Regions from separate parts of the Mus musculus genome. Here region 2 is linked to region 1. A link is a contact called in public Hi-C data. All regions are on one chromosome and are shown on one strand. Each heading gives the region's core, a stretch centred on a gene start, on an enhancer-like site or on the middle of the called end of the contact. The rest is flanking DNA. Distances are from core to core; before and after follow the strand shown. Region 1 has its middle 46 kb from the start of Gm31603. Region 2 holds the start of Rbm34 (RNA binding motif protein 34).

The links. Hi-C and Micro-C count contacts between places; a contact is called where the count stands out from the background.
Region 2: a contact with region 1 is called in a Hi-C map of the G1E-ER4 cell line, with 1.9 times the contacts expected there. The contact joins the promoter of Rbm34 here to the enhancer-like site in region 1. A contact is called at or near these places in 1 of 39 promoter capture datasets (embryonic stem cells), 3 of 484 Hi-C or Micro-C datasets (the Ba/F3 cell line and the G1E-ER4 cell line), 1 of 115 datasets of contacts at active chromatin or transcription factors (pancreatic cancer cells) and 2 of 9 other capture datasets (liver and macrophages).

What each region holds. Positions count from the first base shown.
Region 1 is chr8:126,681,713-126,685,463 of GRCm38.p6, forward strand. No RefSeq gene overlaps it. Among named protein-coding and RNA genes, the nearest start is that of Gm31603, 46 kb to the right of the region's middle. Within about 2 kb of position 2,444, at least 118 of the 459 cell types and tissues checked have an H3K27ac peak or open chromatin away from gene starts, as enhancers often do. A contact at or near this core is called in the Ba/F3 cell line, the G1E-ER4 cell line, liver and 1 more, where this site is marked.
Region 2 is chr8:126,969,606-126,973,340 of GRCm38.p6, forward strand. It overlaps Rbm34 (RNA binding motif protein 34), which reads right to left and starts at 1,444. Exons shown (of 11, transcript NM_172762.3): 1 at 1,385-1,444; 2 at 1,133-1,304; 3 at 378-523. The coding sequence starts at 1,434.

The sequences.
Region 1 (3,751 bases), core at 1,194-3,693:
CATCATTGAAGGAGGTTAGGGCAGGAACTCAAGCAGGACAGGAACCTGTAGGCAGGAACTGATGCAGAGGCCATGGAGGGGTGCTACTTACTGCCTTTTTCCACATCGCTTGCTCAGCCTGCTTTCTTATAGAACCCAGGACCACTAGCCCAGAGACAGCGCCATCCACAGTGGTCTGGGCCCTCCCCCACTGATCACTAGTTAAGAAAATGCCTTACAGCTAGATCTTATAGAGGCATTTTCTCCATGGAGGTTCCCTCCTCTTAGATGACAATAGTTTGTGTTAAATCAGTGTAAGTCTAGCCAAGACACATGGGTCCTGGGGGGTAAGCTGAGGACTTCATGCTTAAATGCAGGCTCTTTACCAACAGTGCATCTCCCCAGACCTTCCTAGCTCACTCCTAAGAAGAGGCCAGGGAACTTCTCTGAGCTTTCTTGCATCTGCCCAGTGGAAATGTTGCGCTGTACCCAGGCAGACTGCACTCTATGCTTATTCTGCCAAGGGTCATGCTTTGAAAATATCTTGAATTTTGTTTTTGTAGCTTGTTAACCTTTTCCTTCCTGTGACAATGCTAGTGTTTGTGCTGCCTTCTCAGCAGTAGGAGGCCGTTCTGAGTGGACGCATCAAGGCATTTCCCCCTTAATCTCATTACAAGGGTTTCTCAGTCTTTAATTCTTCCCAGGACTCCCTTGTTGTGAAACAATTTCCTCTTGGAACCCTTTCTGCTTTGTGACGCTAGGAGAGCAAGTATGTTTGGTTTTGTTGAGAAACAAGGAAAGAAAGACAACAGCAAAGAACAAAACCAAGCTACGCATACAGCACAGGGAGCTGGGGAGAGAGCTTGTTGTCTGCCTGGCAAATCACCAACCTGACACACTTAAAAAAAGCTCGGAATGGTGGGGTTCTTGTAAGCCAGTACTGGGGAGGGTAGAGACAGAATCCCTGGGACTCACTGATCGGCCCTGCTAGCTTAGTGAGTTCCAGGTCATAAGAGATCCCATCTCAAAAAATAAGAAATTAAGGTGGATGGTATGTCTAAGGCTGTCTTCTGGCCTCCACCTGTATGCACACAAATTGTGATTACAGAATATAAAATGAGGTCCTGGCATGTAGAAGAGCTGAAGTCTGCGGCTTGGACCAGGTGTTCTGATTCCCAGATTGAATGAGGCTGTCTCCAGGAGGCCATCTTGTCTCTGCCTCTCTCCTCCCTACCTGGGGCTTAAGACATGTGAATGAGCCCACGCTTGACAGCTGCTACCACTCACGTGTTTAGAGAGCATCTTATTTCGTCCTCTTGCCCCTCAGATGTTGTCCATCTGCCTGCTTGGCCGCCCTGATGAGAATCTTATGAGCATGTGGCATTTCCAGAGTTTTTCTTAGTCTAAATGCCATGGACAAATCCCTCCTGAAATCTTATCCATATGTGCTGGGTTCATCCTCAGTCCTTGAAGGAACAGAGCCAGCCTCTCGTTAATTTTCCAATCTTTCCCACTAAAATGTTTAGTTCCCCTTCTGAGTCCTTTCATAGATTATTTCTGCCAAGACAATGGGACAGAGGGTTCCTGGAATAAATGATGGAACTGGAGGGAATTAACCAATAAGATCAACGGTGGAGCCAAGCCAACTGTTGGAGCCTCCCCATCCCATGCAACTGGTACAGGGAGGCAGAAGTGCTTCCCCAACTGTCTGTCCCGGTACCATGTGGCTGTACATGTGTTGCACACAAGTGTCATGCAGATGGAGGTCCACGCCTTGCTTCCTGGGTTTGATTGATGGCAACTAGCCAGGGTTATAGCTGCAGCAATAGGCATTATTAGGGAGGTGGCACCCACAGCACTGGGGGCCATCCATATGAGATTCTTACGAGCATATGGGTTTTTCTTATCACGGTTTTTCTTAGTCTAAACTGCATGGACAAATCTCTATTGAAATCTCATCCACTATGCAAAGTTTATCCTCAGTCCTTGAAGGAACCAAGCCAGTCTCTTTGTTATGCCTAACCTGGTTGGCTTTCTGGGACAGAGCTGTGGCCCCTGATCTGCTGGCAACTCACTTCCTCTTTTCAGTAGAATGGTACTAATGATACCATCCACTTCCAAGTCTTGCTTTCTTGTACATTCATGTAAGAATGAGTAGATATGTATACATGCAAATATATGCATATATCACACATGTACATATTTAGATATGTACATGTTAGGAAGACTGGGTGAGATGAATGGAGAGGAGAGGAGACCTATCAGACAAACCTAAAGGAATCCTAAGCTGACACATCCTTTCATTATGTCCTCATGAAATGGCATGTGTGGGTGAGGGAGGGGTTCTAGGAGCTTCAGTAGCTTACCCATCACCATTAATCCTGCAGTTGGCAGCTTGTGTCAGTTGGCTCAAAAGCAGTGACTCACTCTGACTCAAAGGGCTCTGAAGACTTCTCCTTGAATCCGTCACAACACATCTTCCTCTCTGGCAGCTCTTCATGACTCAGAGGCCCCTCAGCCAGGCCACTGGGAGATTGGGGGATGGGGATGTTTCGAGTGATTGAAAAATCGTGTCTGACACCGGGGAGACAGTTCAGTTAGTAAAGCACAGTGAGTCTCACACTTGTGAAGATTGGAGACTCACTGCAAGAACCCATATTTAACAATAATAATAATAATGCAGGCATGGTGGTGTGCTTGGGATCCGAGCCCTAGGGAAGACAGGTACAGGATGATCCCTGGGCACTGGCCAGCTAGCCTAGGCTACTCGGAGAGATCCAGGCCAGAGGAAGAGTGCATCTAGAAGACAAGGTAATGGCTAAGGAAGCATGCCTGAGGAAGGACCGCCTATATACCTTTGACCCTCGCTTGTGCATGTGCTCACGCACATTCAGTTCTTGTTCATGTGTACATCACACTTGAATGTGCATACACGCACATCTAATGCACATGCACACAGAGAGAGAGACACACAAGAAAGTCCATGTTTGCACATAAGATTTCATTTCCTTTGACTTTCAAGCTGAGAAATTACTGGCAAACTTGTTCCAGGAGAAAATATTGAGCAATTGTTATCAGTGAGAATGTCTCTGTCTGTCTAGGGGGTAGAGGGCAAGAATGGTGACCCAAGAACAGCTGGCCCCCTTTTAAAAGTCTTTTATTCCCGACAATGACTAATGGCTGTCACCAGTAGACAAGCACCTGGCCATTGCTGAGCACAGAGAAGTGAATATATATGTATAGGAAATTTTATAGAAGAAATATTTGTTTTATGTTTGTTTTGTTAGTGTGTGTGCATGTGAGCGTGCAAGCACCCATGGGGAGGCCAGAGGACAATGTCTCACACTTGCCTGGGACTTAGAAGTTATGTCAGGCTGGACAGTCAGTGAGCCCTAGGGATCTGCCTGCCTCTCCCTTCCCAGTGCAGAGGACTACGTGAGGATGTCACCACATCTGGCCTTTTACAAACACTATCTGGGAACCAAATCCAGGTCTACGTGCTTGCAATACGAGATCACTTTACCTACTTGGCTTCTTCCCCATCCCAAAAGATATTTCTAGAGCCCTTCACAGCACCTGTGTGTTCAAAGCCACTGGAGGAAGACCACACAGCTCCTTGCCCTGAAGCAGGTCTGAGAGATGGACTGGTGGCTTTACCGAAGGTCGGGTTTCACAGATTGATGTGGAGGTTTGGCCATGGGGAAGAAGCACAAGCAGGTCCATTCATTCAAGTTGTTTAGCAATCTGGCATAAAAGACTGCTCACATGACGC
Region 2 (3,735 bases), core at 194-2,693, 290 kb after region 1:
TAACTCAAATATTATGTAAAAGGAATTTTAAGTTAGTAAGGGAAATTTGGTTCCTATGAAAACCAAATTCACATTTGACAGACACACTAACTCAGAAATCCCAACTCAGAAAACAGAGAAGGGGTTAAAGTCCTAACAAGGCTGGCTCAGAATCAAGAAGCAGTGATGGACACAAAGACCTAAAAAGCTGATCTACCAGTATCTGTTCGCTTAGGATAAATGGCTTTCTTGTATCTTTTAACCCTGTATGAGACTTTGTATAATGTATTTTTTAAATTTCAGAATATGCAGTGAAAAAAATTAAGATGAACATTAAAAAAAAAAAAAAAAAAACTGCCTGAGGTATTTAATATAGCAAAAAGGAGATTTCTACCAACCTGTTTGCCAGTCTTTTGTCTGCATCAGAGAGTTTCTTCACTTTCACTTTTCTCGAAGGCTCTTGCAAAACTGGCTTTTTAGTTTGGGACACACTCTCTTCTTCATCATCATCATCATCATCAAGTTTTCTTTTTTTAGATGTTTCCTTTCAAAAGTTTGAAGTCATATTTAAAACCTCAAACTTTAAAAAAAAAAAAAATCCTGACCCTAAAGCTGTGTGTTGTGGCTTATATCTGTAATTCCAGTATTCAGGAATAGAGGCAGGAGGAACTGTGCCAGGCCAGCCAGAGCTACATAGCAAAGTCCCTCCGTCTCCAAGTCCCTGAGCAGTACTCCGATGTGCCTTTCTACATGGATACTTCTTCACGGGTTACGGAGAGAAGCAGAATATTCTTGCAGCACCAGCCATTCAGTGGAAAGGTGAGGCAGGAATATAGAATCTGGGTTACCGTGTATTCTAAGCGTGCGCAACTAGTGTGATCCTGTCTCAAAATAAAAAAGTCAAGTCGGACATGGTGGGAGCGACTCTGTAATCTCAGAACTCAAGGCTGGAGAAGGATCAGGAGTTTAGTTCATCCTCGGATACATAACTGAAATTTGAGGCTTACACGGTCTACAGGTGACCCTGCCAATCAAATAGGCTGAGGGTGAAGCGCTAGCCCTGCTCAAAGGACCAGACAGTCACTGCTGTCAGGAGAGTGACCCTCTACATCTCTCTCTACCGGGATACTCAGGGTGCAGCCCGGCGACTCACCTGGGGCACAGGCACAAATACAGGAGGAGCCGATGGCTCCGCGGTGCTGAAGAGAGCGGCCAGCCGCCCCGTCCCGCCTCCAGGAGGCCGCGGGCCGCCCCGCAAGCTGTCGGCGACCTGTCCCACCAGGTAGTCGCTGGCCGCACAGCTCACGCCGTCTCCAGAGCTCTGTCTGCAAACACAAGAGCACTCTTCAGCCACGCCGCGCCACTCACCGCCAACCCATCCACACCAACGCCCGCCGCCACTCACCTCCGCTCCGAGCCCTTCCTTCTCTTGCGTTCCTCCCCTCCCAGAGCCATGCTGAAAACTGAGCTTCCGGGATGGAAGTCCTAGGTCCGCGCTTCTGGGATCCGACTAGTCATGCGTTCCCTCTGGTTCCGGGTTCCGGCAGCCTCCGGGTTCCGACTACTTCCGTTCTAAGGCTGAGCTCTTCCGCTCAGGACCACACCCCCTCTCCCCATTCAGCCCGTGGCTGCGCAGGAGCCGCGCTATGCTTAATACTAATGGTTTTGCAGTCCGCAGGCGTCTCAGGGAAACCTAGGCTGAGGGAGTGCAGCAAGTCTCACGAGTAGCTGAGGCCTCGTGTTAGTACGAGGGTCAGCTAAAACCTGACATAGTGGCTTAGGTCTTTAATCCCAGAATTTGGGGCTCGAAGTAGCCGGATTACCTCGATTTCCAGGACCGGCTAAAACCACATGGCTCCAGCATAGCTACCTCGTCTCAAATAAAACAAGCCCCCCCGCCCCCCAGGCTTAGGGAAGGCTGTCGGCCACAGCTCATTAAGGAAGGAGGTTTCCAAGAGAAATGGGGCTACAGGGATGTGTCTTAGCAGTCGGGGAAGGGTACACCTTTCCCGAAGTTTGACGTTTCAAAGTCGGCAGAAAACAAGTATTTGGGATCACAGTTTAACTGGTCACATCCTTGTACTATTCCGTCTTCAAAGCCGCCCTGTCATTTATTTTTATATTTATTTATTATTATACATAAGTACATTGTAGCTGTCTTCAGACACACCAGAAGAGGGTGTCAGATCTCATTATGGATGGATGTGAGCCACCATGTGGTTCCTGGGATTTGAACTCAAGACCTTCTGAGGAAGAGCAGTCAGTGCTCTTATCCACTGAGCCATCTCACCAGCCCCCTCCCCACCTCCCGTCATTCTTTAAGTAAATTCATACTTAGATTTTTTTTTAATAGTGGCTTATATTTGTAATCCCTGTTCTCTAGGGCCTAGGTAGAGCTTGGCCATGATTTTGAGGCTATTCTGGGATATGCGGTCGTAGCCTCTTTTGCCTGCAGGAAGTCCAGCATGTTGGGATCTCCCCAGTTACCAAGATAGAGAGACACCCAAGTGAGCTTGCAGGCCAGATTTAAAGCACATTAGGGAATGCTGGGGTAGGTGACCTCTATGTTAATATGTTGGGTCTATCTCTAGGGATACTGACATTCCATTACTGGGATGTGGGGGCTGGAAACTTGCTGGGGAGGTCTGGGAACTGTTACTGAGGAACTCTGGAAACTGCTGCTGACCCATTGTGCTTGCTTCAGGCCAGGTGGCTGGGACATTCCATTACCTGGGCATGAAAGCTGGAGCCTGGGCTTTTTCCTGTTAGTAATTGACTTGTCTGGACTTGCCCAGTTTTTAGGCCTGGTCTCCTAAACTCCTATTTGAAGTCTGTCACGGAGTCAGCCTAGGCTTCTCATTCCTCCCTTTCAGTAATGGGCCAACTCTAACCCTTGAGAGGTTTCCGAGGCCCCTGCACTAGCAGCTCCAGCCAGCCCTATGTTAAGGAAGAGAACCTAGTAACACAGCAGAAATGGCCACATTTAACTTGATTGATTGGAGGTGCTAGCTGGTTGAAGACATAAAAATCCTCAGTCGTATTTACAACCAGGCCATAAATGCATGGAGTGAGTCTCCAGGTATAAGCCCTCCAATCATTCTCTGGGGGCAGCCTGTATCCTGCATCAGTAGGGGTTACAGTATGGTTGCAGAGGTGGAAATAGACACTTCAATGAAGTGAAGATTACCTAAGACTTGAGACCAAAGAAGTGTTGCAAAACTAGCTATGCAAACCACCACCACCCTCGTCATCATCCCTGTAAACATTATGTGTCCTCCCATAGGTCTTGCCTCAGCAAAACACCTTGTGAGTCTGTCTTAGCAAAACTCTACAGGAGTCTGAATCAGCTGACATGCCCAGAAACTTTTTTTTTTGGCGGGAGGGGGTTGAGACAGGGTTTCTCTGTGTAGCCCTGGCTGTCCTGGAACTCACTCTGTAGACCAGGCTGGCCTTGGGAAAATGGAGTTACCTGTAAAGCTGACAAGGACCACAACAGTTTTTTGTTTTTTATTTTTTGTTTTGTTTTTTTAAGGGGAGGAGAGGGTAAGGGAAGGGAAGGAAAAGGCAAAAGGAGAGGAGAAAGAAGAGGGAAAGGTGTAAGAGTTTTCACAACAAAGAGATGGGAGGGAATGCCACAATCACAGCACACAGCAGACCTCTCTGGTGGGGTGGGGGCAAAAAAGTTGCCTCTGAGCTGGGATGTGAGAAAGAGAGAGAGAGAGAGAGAGAGAGAGAGAGAGAGAGAATGAATGAATC